2 separate regions of the Mus musculus genome follow, and region 1 is linked to region 2. The links are chromatin contacts, called in public HiChIP or PLAC-seq maps. All regions are on one chromosome and are shown on one strand. The core of a region is the stretch at or near the end of the contact, and the rest is flanking DNA. Distances in the headings are between cores, read along the strand shown.

Evidence for each region. HiChIP or PLAC-seq counts read pairs in DNA pulled down with a chosen protein or histone mark.
Region 1: a contact with region 2 is called in an H3K27ac HiChIP or PLAC-seq map of microglia, with 7 times the contacts expected there. The contact joins two enhancer-like sites. A contact is called at or near these places in 1 of 484 Hi-C or Micro-C datasets (bone marrow-derived macrophages), 2 of 115 datasets of contacts at active chromatin or transcription factors (both in microglia) and 1 of 9 other capture datasets (embryonic stem cells).

The regions. Positions count from the first base shown.
Region 1 is chr10:17,667,112-17,672,346 of GRCm38.p6, forward strand. It overlaps Gm32543 (a long non-coding RNA gene), which reads right to left. Exons shown (of 4, transcript XR_001779719.1): 2 at 933-1,020. The region is part of intron 2 of Gm32656 (a long non-coding RNA gene); the gene reads left to right. Among named protein-coding and RNA genes, the nearest start is that of Gm32656, 9.9 kb to the left of the region's middle. Within about 2 kb of position 2,475, at least 32 of the 459 cell types and tissues checked have an H3K27ac peak or open chromatin away from gene starts, as enhancers often do. A contact at or near this core is called in bone marrow-derived macrophages and microglia, where this site is marked.
Region 2 is chr10:16,995,665-17,000,474 of GRCm38.p6, forward strand. The region is part of intron 1 of Gm20125 (predicted gene, 20125); the gene reads right to left. Among named protein-coding and RNA genes, the nearest start is that of Gm20125, 98 kb to the right of the region's middle. Within about 2 kb of position 1,322, at least 57 of the 459 cell types and tissues checked have an H3K27ac peak or open chromatin away from gene starts, as enhancers often do. A contact at or near this core is called in bone marrow-derived macrophages and microglia, where this site is marked.

The DNA of each region.
Region 1 (5,235 bases), core at 1,225-3,724, 670 kb after region 2:
AAAATTATGCTCATCAATACAAAATAAATCATTTTAGCTCATGACTACTTTATAAATGGTGTAAAATATGAGTAGCCATTTTGTAGTATTTTCTCCTCTGACTTGCTAGGAAGTAAAAATTCTATGTTGAGAAAATTATGTCTGGTTGTTGAGAATTTTCTCTAATCTCATAATTCTTTTCCAAAGATCCCTACTTCTCCTATTAAATGTAGATACCCAGAAGGTGGGGATGGGGGGAAATTAACAATAAAATTGATCATTTACTTTCATTAATTATCGTACAATTATATCTACCACCATTGAGAGCCTGATAAAAATGTTCTGTGGGCTGTTTCTGAGTTCCCATTGCTCTTAGGTGGAGGTGCTATTGTGTCAGAACTGTTTCATGTGTAGCATCAAGTGCAGAATAAACAGGCACAGCTTGGATTTCAGACAAGTTTCTTCTGATCCTGGAGTCTGAGCTCACAAACTAGTGACCTTTAACTTGGGGTAGTTACAGGTTGCTCTGGGAATGTTAAAGTTATGAACTTTCTCCTACAACAATGACACACACTTCCACTGCATACAGTTTTGAAGAGTTTCCCACTCACCCTCAGGATCATACAGAGTTTTCTTGGGGTCCATAGGACCCAACTATGGAAATCTAAGTTCAATATTTTCTTATATACCCAAATGTAGGGGCTTTATAATTGATGATTAGAGCTGTGCTATACAGATGAGAATGTTATATGAATGTGGAGAAGAGTGACCAAGATACCAAGCCATCTGCGAGCCAGACCACTGGCCAGAGCCAATGAGTCAGAATATTTTTTCATGTTTCCTGCCCTATGGTGTCTTGTTTATCTATTACATGATAACAAGTGGTTGTTATCACAATATTTCTAGAGAAGAAAGCTGATGAAATGAAAAGCAGGCAGTGTCGTAGGACGTACCTTTCTGTGTAGTGGGTAGTCTGGGCTAGACCACCTTGAGCTCCCAGTGAGTTGCAGCTGTACATCTGCCCAGGAACTATTTCAGATCCTTGGATGAAGGACACGCACACATTAGCTCATTTTTAACCTGTCTTACTGGCTCAGTGGCTGGGCTCTTCTAAGCCTCCTGAAGCTATCGTGCCCTTCCCTTTACTCATAGCTCAAGGACTCTAAATCTCCCCTCGGTGTAGTTGGTCTTGCTGCCCAAGATGCTCTTGGGCTCCCCTTTCATGGGCCTCTTTCCCTTGCCTACATTTTAGAAGATCTCCCCTGTAGCTCTGAGTCTGTTCCGTCTCTCTCCAAGTATCTTGATTCTCTTCTTCCTGCCCTCTCTCTCCTTGACTGTGGAAACCTGGAAGTCCTACCTCTTTCTTTCCAGCCAGCCACTCGCCACTGGCATTTTTATTGATAGATCAAAAATCATTTGAGAGCAAGGACCTTCAGCATAAATAAACACAGATTCGCAATTAAATCAAAGCGTCAGAACCAGTCCTGTACATTTCTGAGCATGGAACTGGATCAGAACGTGGTGCGGACCCAGAGACAGCTCTTCAGAAGCTGTAGTTTGCATTTGCAGTTAAGTAAGCCTTGTCACCTTGTCATCTACTACTCTTCTCCCTTTAACCCAGTCTTTATTCCAGACTACGTTATACCAGAAAATATAAGAGGGGCCTCTGAATATTTACAAACTCAGTGTCTGCTTCTTCATATTTTCAGGTCACCATGACACCTCTGCCTAAACTTCACCTCAGGTTTTCTCTCCAGTGTCTTTTCAGCTACTGTTTCTACCTCTAGCTCAAATGGAATTAGTTGCTCCATTCTCTAAGAATTTCCCCGTTGAAAAACTTGACTACAGCTGAGGTCTTTATGCATGAGGTGAGGCCACAGGTATTTAACTGGCCTCTAGTTTGACTGTGTTTATGAGTGATGTCACCTATAACCACAATCAGGACCTGCTGGTAACAGAGTGAGTGGAAGATTGGTCTGTGTGTTTGAACCTGACCCTGCACTGGACTAGCCTGGAGTCCTTGCTCCATTAGAAGATACAGGCTGGGAAATTTCCTTCAGACAGTTACAGTAAAATACCTACTTTACTCAAACTAGGCTAACTGGCTGAGGGAGACACCCGTACTACTTTATATATTCAAAATCCATTCCACCTAGTGTCAGCTCTTCCATAACATGAGCTAGGGATATTTAGGCAGGGATTAAATGGAATCTTGATTACTGGTTAGAAGCCAGCAGTGGAATGGTAGAAGTTTCTATATCTGAGACCAGCGTGTCATTTAGGATACCTAGGTCAAGTTTCAGAGTATACATATTTCCCGATACATCTCAGCGGTCACTTGCTCAGTCCTTTAGGAAAGAATGTCACACACACACACACACACACACACACACACACACAATGTTAGTTATTCTACATGCTGCTGGGACCAAACGCTCTCAAAGCCAATGCAAGGAAGTAGTTTAAAGAGCACTGTGACACGTGACGCGTGGCATATGGGGAAGTACATTAAACAGAAGACTAAACACCATGCCCATTCATGTTATGGAGACAGAGAGAGTCTGAGAGGAACTGATCGCTAAAAGACCACACAGAACTGAAATGTGCACCCTCCATTTCCAGTCTTCGTCTTCCTGGATCAGTCACGTGCATTCTTTGTTCCCTGGTAGTTACTGAGTGCTGCTTTTCTGTCACAAACAGACAAGCCTGCAGAGTGGTATCTCGTGCTAGAAAGGTTCCATTCCATTGTGTATGTCAGCAAGGTCTCTGTGAGCACTGATAGATGATATCTTGGAAACAATACTGAATTAGACTTCCTGCGTCACTCGGAGGTGTGAGTTAACCGCTGATTCTTTACCTGGGAAATAGATCAATTATACACTCCTCATTTATCCAGCAAAGATTAGCTGAACATATGCTGCGTCTCAGGCTCTGAGTGTAAAATGATGTGCAACAAAGAGCTTTTATACTTGAGCAGAGAGGACAAGATAAGTGTGGGACCCATGGGATTCTGGAGCAAATAAAGGAGAACCACTTAACTGGGTCTACACGTACAGAGGAAGCTAGCCCAGCAGGGAGTGGGGATGGGCAGAAAGTGAGTGAGGGGTTAGACATCTGGAAAGAAGTGGAGCATTGCTGATTCACAGAGGTCAAAGGGAAGACAGAGAGAGATAGGTCTGTGACAGAATGTCACATACTGTGTTAGTCATTCTACATGCTTCTGGGACAAGAGGCCTGACAGAGCCAACCTGAGGAATGAGTGGCTTATTCTGGCTCACAGTTTAAGCTCATGCTGCAGAAGTCATGGTAGCCGAAGCCTGAAGAGAGAAATGATGCTGCTGCTCGACTCACTCTCTCCTTTTCATTCAGTCTGACAGTTAGAGTAGGTTTTCCCACCTCAACTAGCCTAATCTAGAAAACTCCTCACTAACGTGCTCCAGGTTGTTTCCCTGGGGATTCTAGATGGCATTAAGTTGATGAACAATATCAATCCTTACATATCATCCAGTCTACCTGCTGGCAATGAGTAATACACCGGGTTGTTGTTTTAGCACAATTCTTCCAATAGCAGAATAGAGAATGTCCTAGAGGGCTTTGTCCTAGAAGCATGAGGATTGATTCTAAGACTGCTGCCATGGTAGTTGAACCAGTCATAAGTGGACAGTCTAGATACCATAAATAGATTGATGGCAATAATTTGGAGATTGTGTTGTAGTCCAGACATGAGATGTCTCCACAAGAGTTCATGTGTGAAAGACTCAGTCCTCTATACAAGGTTCAGAGCCCAGCTCCTAGGAAATAACTGTTTCATTATGGCAGTTTGAGTATGCTTAGTCCATGGGAAGTGGCACTATTAGGAATGTGGCCTTGTTGGAGGAGGTGTGGCCTTGTTGGAGGAGGTGTGGCCTTGTTGGAGGAGGTGTGGCCTTGTTGGAGGAGGTGTGGCCTTGTTGGAGGAGGTGTGGCCTTGTTGGAAGAGGTGTGGTCATTGTGTGGGTAGGTTTTGATATCCTATATTCAAGCTCTACCCAGTTCAGAACAGAGATTCTTCTCCTGTCTGGCTTAGGATCAAGATGTAGAACTCAAGATGTAGAACTCTTCACAGCAATAAAACCGTAACTAAGGCAGTCGTAAAGGCATGAACATAATTAATGGATTAATACATCAACTGACATAACTGAATGGATTGTTGGGAGATTAGGCTTGACTGGAAGAAATAATATCCTGGGAATGTACCTTGGAAGGGTCTGTCTGGCCTCACCCTTGTTCTCTGTCTCTGACTCTGTGTCTCTCTCCTCCTCTCTCTCTCTGTCTCTCTCTGTCTCTCTCTGTCTCTCTCTGTCTCTCTCTGTCTCTCTCTCTCTCTCTCTCTCTCTCTCTCTCTCTCTCACTCTCTCACTCTCTCCTACCCACTGTGGACCATGAGGTGAGCATCTTCTGTCTACCCCTAGCCATGATCTTTTGTCTCACTACACACAGATCCCAAGACAAAGGAGTCAATTTGTAATGTACTGCAACCTCTGAAACCATGAGCCAAACTAAATCCTGTCTCCTTTCAGTTGTTTTGTGGTGTGTTGTTTCATCGGCAGAAAATGTCTAACACATCTTATAAGCCATGGGAAATGACCGGTGTGTGAGGGGGGCGGGGAGGGTAAGGAACATAGTCATATTGATGGCTGGAGTAGAGCAAGAGAACTCTAAAGAATCTGGCTGGAAAACTTCAATGAGTTTCTGCTGAAACATCCAAGCCTAAGATGCCTGCTGAACACCTGTCAATAGATTCAGAGTTTATACCTTTATAACTTCAACAATGAATCAGCTACTTAGAATAATCAAATAGTATTTACTAAAATCTTTTCTAATAGGAACCTGCATCCTCTTTCTCCTCTCTCTCTTTCCACCGGGGACCTTGTACCTTACCAGAGCCCACGTGTGTTTGCTAGATTCCATCCTGTTCGTATCCAAATCAGTCAAAACTAGTTTTGCAAGTAAAATGTGGGAAGAGCTCACCCTAAGTGCTCTGCTAAATTCTGAACACTTAAAATCTGTTTCACTGGACTCTGCTCTTAGCCTTGTAAGTCTCGTGCTAGCCACCAATTTGGCTTTGTCGTAGTTTATCTTCTCAAAAAAAAAAAAAAACCCAAAAATACAAAACCCCTCTGCTATTTATTGTCCTTGATTAGATTACCATGGGTGTTCTGTACCATGGATGCTCCCCCACACGGCTCACAGAGTCTCTTATGAAATCATCATGTC
Region 2 (4,810 bases), core at 72-2,571:
CTTACTGAGCGTCTTCCTTCCTTGTTCCTTATTGCATTCAGCTGGCTCTAATTCCTTTCCATGTACTTAAAGAAATGAAATATTTCATCTGAATTAAGAGCAATCATGTATTTGAGAAGATCAATCCAGAAAGAACAGAAAAGTGAATTGTTTTCAATGAAGCTGTTTACAGTGACTGAGCAGCTAGGGGTTAGATGAATAAATAAAAAGACCAGTAATTTCATTGAATTATATTGTTCAATTTCAATTGTGTCTCTTAATGTAAACAGCTCAGTGATTGATGCATTATCGAATATTCGTGGAGTGTGTGTGTAATGAATATGTTTATGAATGACCCAGTGAGAGAAAATCAATCTTAGAAAGATTTCTCTGTTGAATTGTAGTTTAGATGATTGCAAATCAAAGTTTAAAATGTCTGGATTACAACATTGAGTACTTCAAACTTTCAGAGGGAAAATAAAGGACCTGAAAGGCAACATAATAAAGTGACATGTAGTAAAGAAAACAGACAGTGTTTTCTAACGTACTTTTTTAGTATTTAAAGTCTTATGTCAAAGTAATAATAAAACTAGGAGCCAGTAGACAGGAATGGTGGCACACACTGGCAGGATCTCTAGTTCAAGACCATCCTCGACCATTCGTGTTAGGAGCCTATCTGAAAAACAATAATGATTTTGTTATTGCTTAAGAAAAGTAAGTCCATTTATTATTTCTGTCACTAATGTGGAGGAAAAGCTGACAGAAACTGTTTAAGGAAGACAGGGTTTGTTCTGGGTTAGAGTTTGAAGGTAAACAGTCCTTTGTGGAAAGACAGGTATGCCAGCAGAAGAGTGCTTCTGCTAGTCATATTACACCCACAGTCACAAATCAGACAGAAGCAAGAGCAGAGGAGAAGAGAAGCTGGGACCAGCTCTGATTTTCCCTTACTCAGACTGAGACACCTGTGCATGTTATGATGTCACCCACATTTACAGTGGGTCTTCCCACTTGAATTAACCCAGTAAAGAACATCCCTTACACACATACCCAAAATTTGGCCTTCTAAGTAACTCTAGATCTTGTCAAATTTGCCAATTCATATTAACCACAACTATTACCCAAGCATCCTAAAATCATAATAATGTATGCCAGCCGTTGAAAGCAATCATGCTTTTCTTTTAGAATTATGGAATTATGAAGTACCTGCCAGGAAAATCCACTTTTTATTCTAGCCAATGGATCAACCATCTGTGAAAATACTACTTCCTGTGAGCTACTCACTGAACCACATCCCCTGAGTGCCATGCTTGTCCAAGTGTCTGAAGTGATTGACAAAGCAAAGCATTAACATCTTTTGGGGAGTACCCAGTTGCGAAATGTCTCACTTCCCCCTTTCATCCTGACTCCTCTAGTTCTGTAAATGTGCTTAAATTACACTCAGCTTAAAACTCAAGCCTTTTCCATTTCCTGTCTCTGTCAATCTACTACCAACACTTCACATTTTCTTTTGTTCCACGGTAGGCAAAGTGCTTTATTTACTTATTTTTATTCATGTGATATCTGGGGAAATGATGGCAGAGAGATTTCCCAACCACAGACCAGACTGGATCCGCAACCAGGAGAATGAGCTTCACGGGGGGAACTTGTTACATACAACAGTTTACACACAGACCCAGGTTAACCTAATCAGACCTTGCATTTTAACAAGATACCTCAGTGAACAGTACATGCGAGTTTATTAAGCATTGACCAAGGAAAAGTAATAGATTTGCTTATGATATCTAAACCTGTGAGGAAAAGAGCCCAAAACGAACAACAATGAAAAGATATCCCAGCTCTATGTTCCTGAGCCCAAATATGGCATTACTATAAATGTGACTTTTGGGAACAACAACAACAAAATCACATGGCAAACTTTTGGAGCTAACCTCAGATAACTAAAAAAACAACAAACAAATACAATATCTGCAGGTGAATCCAATAGATCAGGGTGTGTTTGTGGGGGGAGGGGTAATTGGTAAGCAAGTCTCAGTTTGAGAAGATTGTTCATGTAGTACACATGAGCTAAGTTCAAGTGAGTACCACCCATCTCACATCATTCCTTCCTTTCTATGCCCTTCATCTCCTGCTATAACTAACTCACTGTTCCCTCTGAGTATAAGTCAGTGGCCACTTTATCCTCCTTTAACTAACTGACGTAATTATCTCTCTCTGTCTCCCTTTCCCTCTCCCTCTCTTCCTCCCTCCTTTCTTCCTCCCTTTCCCTTTCTCCTCTTCCCTTCCACTTCTTCTCCCACTTCTTCTCTCTCTCTCTCTCTCTTTTACCTGTATTGCTTACTCTATATTCATTCTTCATCCAACAACTCTTTCAAAGTTTCAGATAATGACTTCATTGGAGTACTTCAATGGATGTACCACAGCCTCTTAAATTATTCTTACATGCCCTTAATAGATCCCAGTATATCTTCAAACTCCTGCCCCATCTTCTACACGTGTGTTATGTTAAACATCACAAGGAATGATCTGAGAAAACCCATCAAAGAAAGCAGAGGTGTCTCTAGGTAAGTTTCTGTCTCTAGCAACAAGATCAAAACGAGAGTGTTATTCAAGATCTCTTTACAGCAAACATTCAATAGGTTCCTTCTGCCCTAAGCCGGAAACCTAGAAAGGGGTTAGTAAATGAACATGTCATGGAATTGGGCTGAGGATGCATCCCTACTTTAAACTTTCTTGCTGTGATTCTAATTGAAATTATCAGTGTGGTATTATGGAAAGTTGGTTTTTAATAGCTTTAGCCAGAGACCATTCTTTTGATCTGTAACCAACACTGGTTTTATTTTATTTTATTTTATTTTATTTTACTATTTTGTTTTACCCATCCTCAAAGTAATACTCATGAGAAATCATTGTATAACGTCCTGATTTTCACAATACAATGTCTTATAAAGCAGCACCCTACCGCACTAGTTCTGGGCCCTTGATTCCTTATAATTTCTGAGACGCTGCTGCTCCTGCATCACTCATCACTCTTCCATAACAAAGCATCATGCGACTCCAGCCTCCATCATAGTTCTCTCTGTCCCACAAATGACATCTTATGTACAATCAAATATGGGTTCCTCCTTGTAATAATCTCTACTTACACCCTGTATACTGTCTCTATTAACTAGACAAATATTTTACTTCATATGTTGTGGTAGGCATGTATGAAGAAGCGCTAAGTTACAATCACTTATCTTAAAGTAAAAGCCTGGACACAATCAATGAAGCCATTCAAAGGGAAGAAACTGATACTGGTATACAGCTTTGACAACATGTAAACCCATGGTTGTCTTGACAATAACAGACAAAGTAAAGGGCAGCAATATTGTATAGCATGGAAGTGTTGCTAGGGAAAAAGAAACCTAAGGAGTGTGTGTCCCAGTCTCGCTTACTTCATCTATAAACAAAAGTGATGATAGTAACAAGAACAGGATTGCCGCACACCAGTCAAAATGAGATCTAATGCTGCTTTATAAAAAGAAAAGTACCACATTATTCTCATAAATTGGTTCTACACATCGAGATCCTGAAAATTGTTCCAAAAGATTAACTTCTCGTTGAAGTGTAATTCCTCACAAATAAGTTCTGCAAATCTTTTTTACTATTTAACAGCTTTGTGAGTTTTTTAGATAGTAGGAGGAAAATCAATAATGACAAAGCTAATGCATGTTTTCCTACATTCAAAACCTTATGATGAAATATTAAGATGAGATATGCAGATCTTTAAGTATACGAGTTTCAAATGTGTTTTTTTTTTTCAAATGTGTTCTTAAACTTTTTAGAGTTGCTATATTAAGTTCAAAGCAGTAAGGGGAGATCATAAAATATGCAAAGCCCTACAACACACACAGTTACTAAGTGCATACTTAAGTAAGGGTCAGCCCTCAACAAATGCACATGTATTCTATTAAGAAAAACACATTACAAGTGATTTTGTTGCATCTCAGTGTTATAAAGGAAAGAGAATTGCCATCAGACTTGTGAAACAAAATAAAAGATGTTCCTTGTTTTATGAATCGAAAAGATTTTGCATAATTACATGTTGCTTTTTTAGTTGAGAAATACACCAACATGCAAAATTTATCAGAAACAGTAGCAAGTTAGTCAGTTCTGCTTGGCACAGACTCTGCAATAGAAGCTATAAAGAAACATACTAGAAGGGAGATTTGATTCTACATATTTATAAAATATTTCAAATATGTGCTTATTTTTCATATTGCTATGCACACTTTGATCACATGTGCTTAGCTTTTCTTCTAAAATAGATGCTGTCTTTAGCTTATTTTACAAGGTGAAAGAAAACAGGTCCTAATGTCTCTCAGGGTTCTGAGAAAACACAAGATGTTTCTGTCTTATTTTACAACTTCACTTGAGGGTATCATGGTGCTTTTTAAAACTCATATTCAGATTTTGATGAAGTCAATAGCATTGTGCTGTGTGTACTTCCTAAGACCACTGACAAATAAACCTGCCACTCTCTCCTTTAAAATATCTCAAAATAAGCAAACGAATAATATCTGAGGAATTGGGGGGAGGGGAACAGCTCTGAAAAAGACAAGCGGCAATCACAGTCACATCCACCACTGTGGATGATTAGTCTAAAATGTATAATGTTTATGAACGAGAAACATATTTTTGCAAGTGATCAAATTCAAATATTCTAGAGACTTGATATGACAAACATTTGTGCCTCTGTCTGCCAGGGGGCAAATATAGGCAGCAGCTAGAGAACAATTAGCAGAAATACGACAACAGGGAGCATCATCAAATAGTATTAGTTAAAATGACA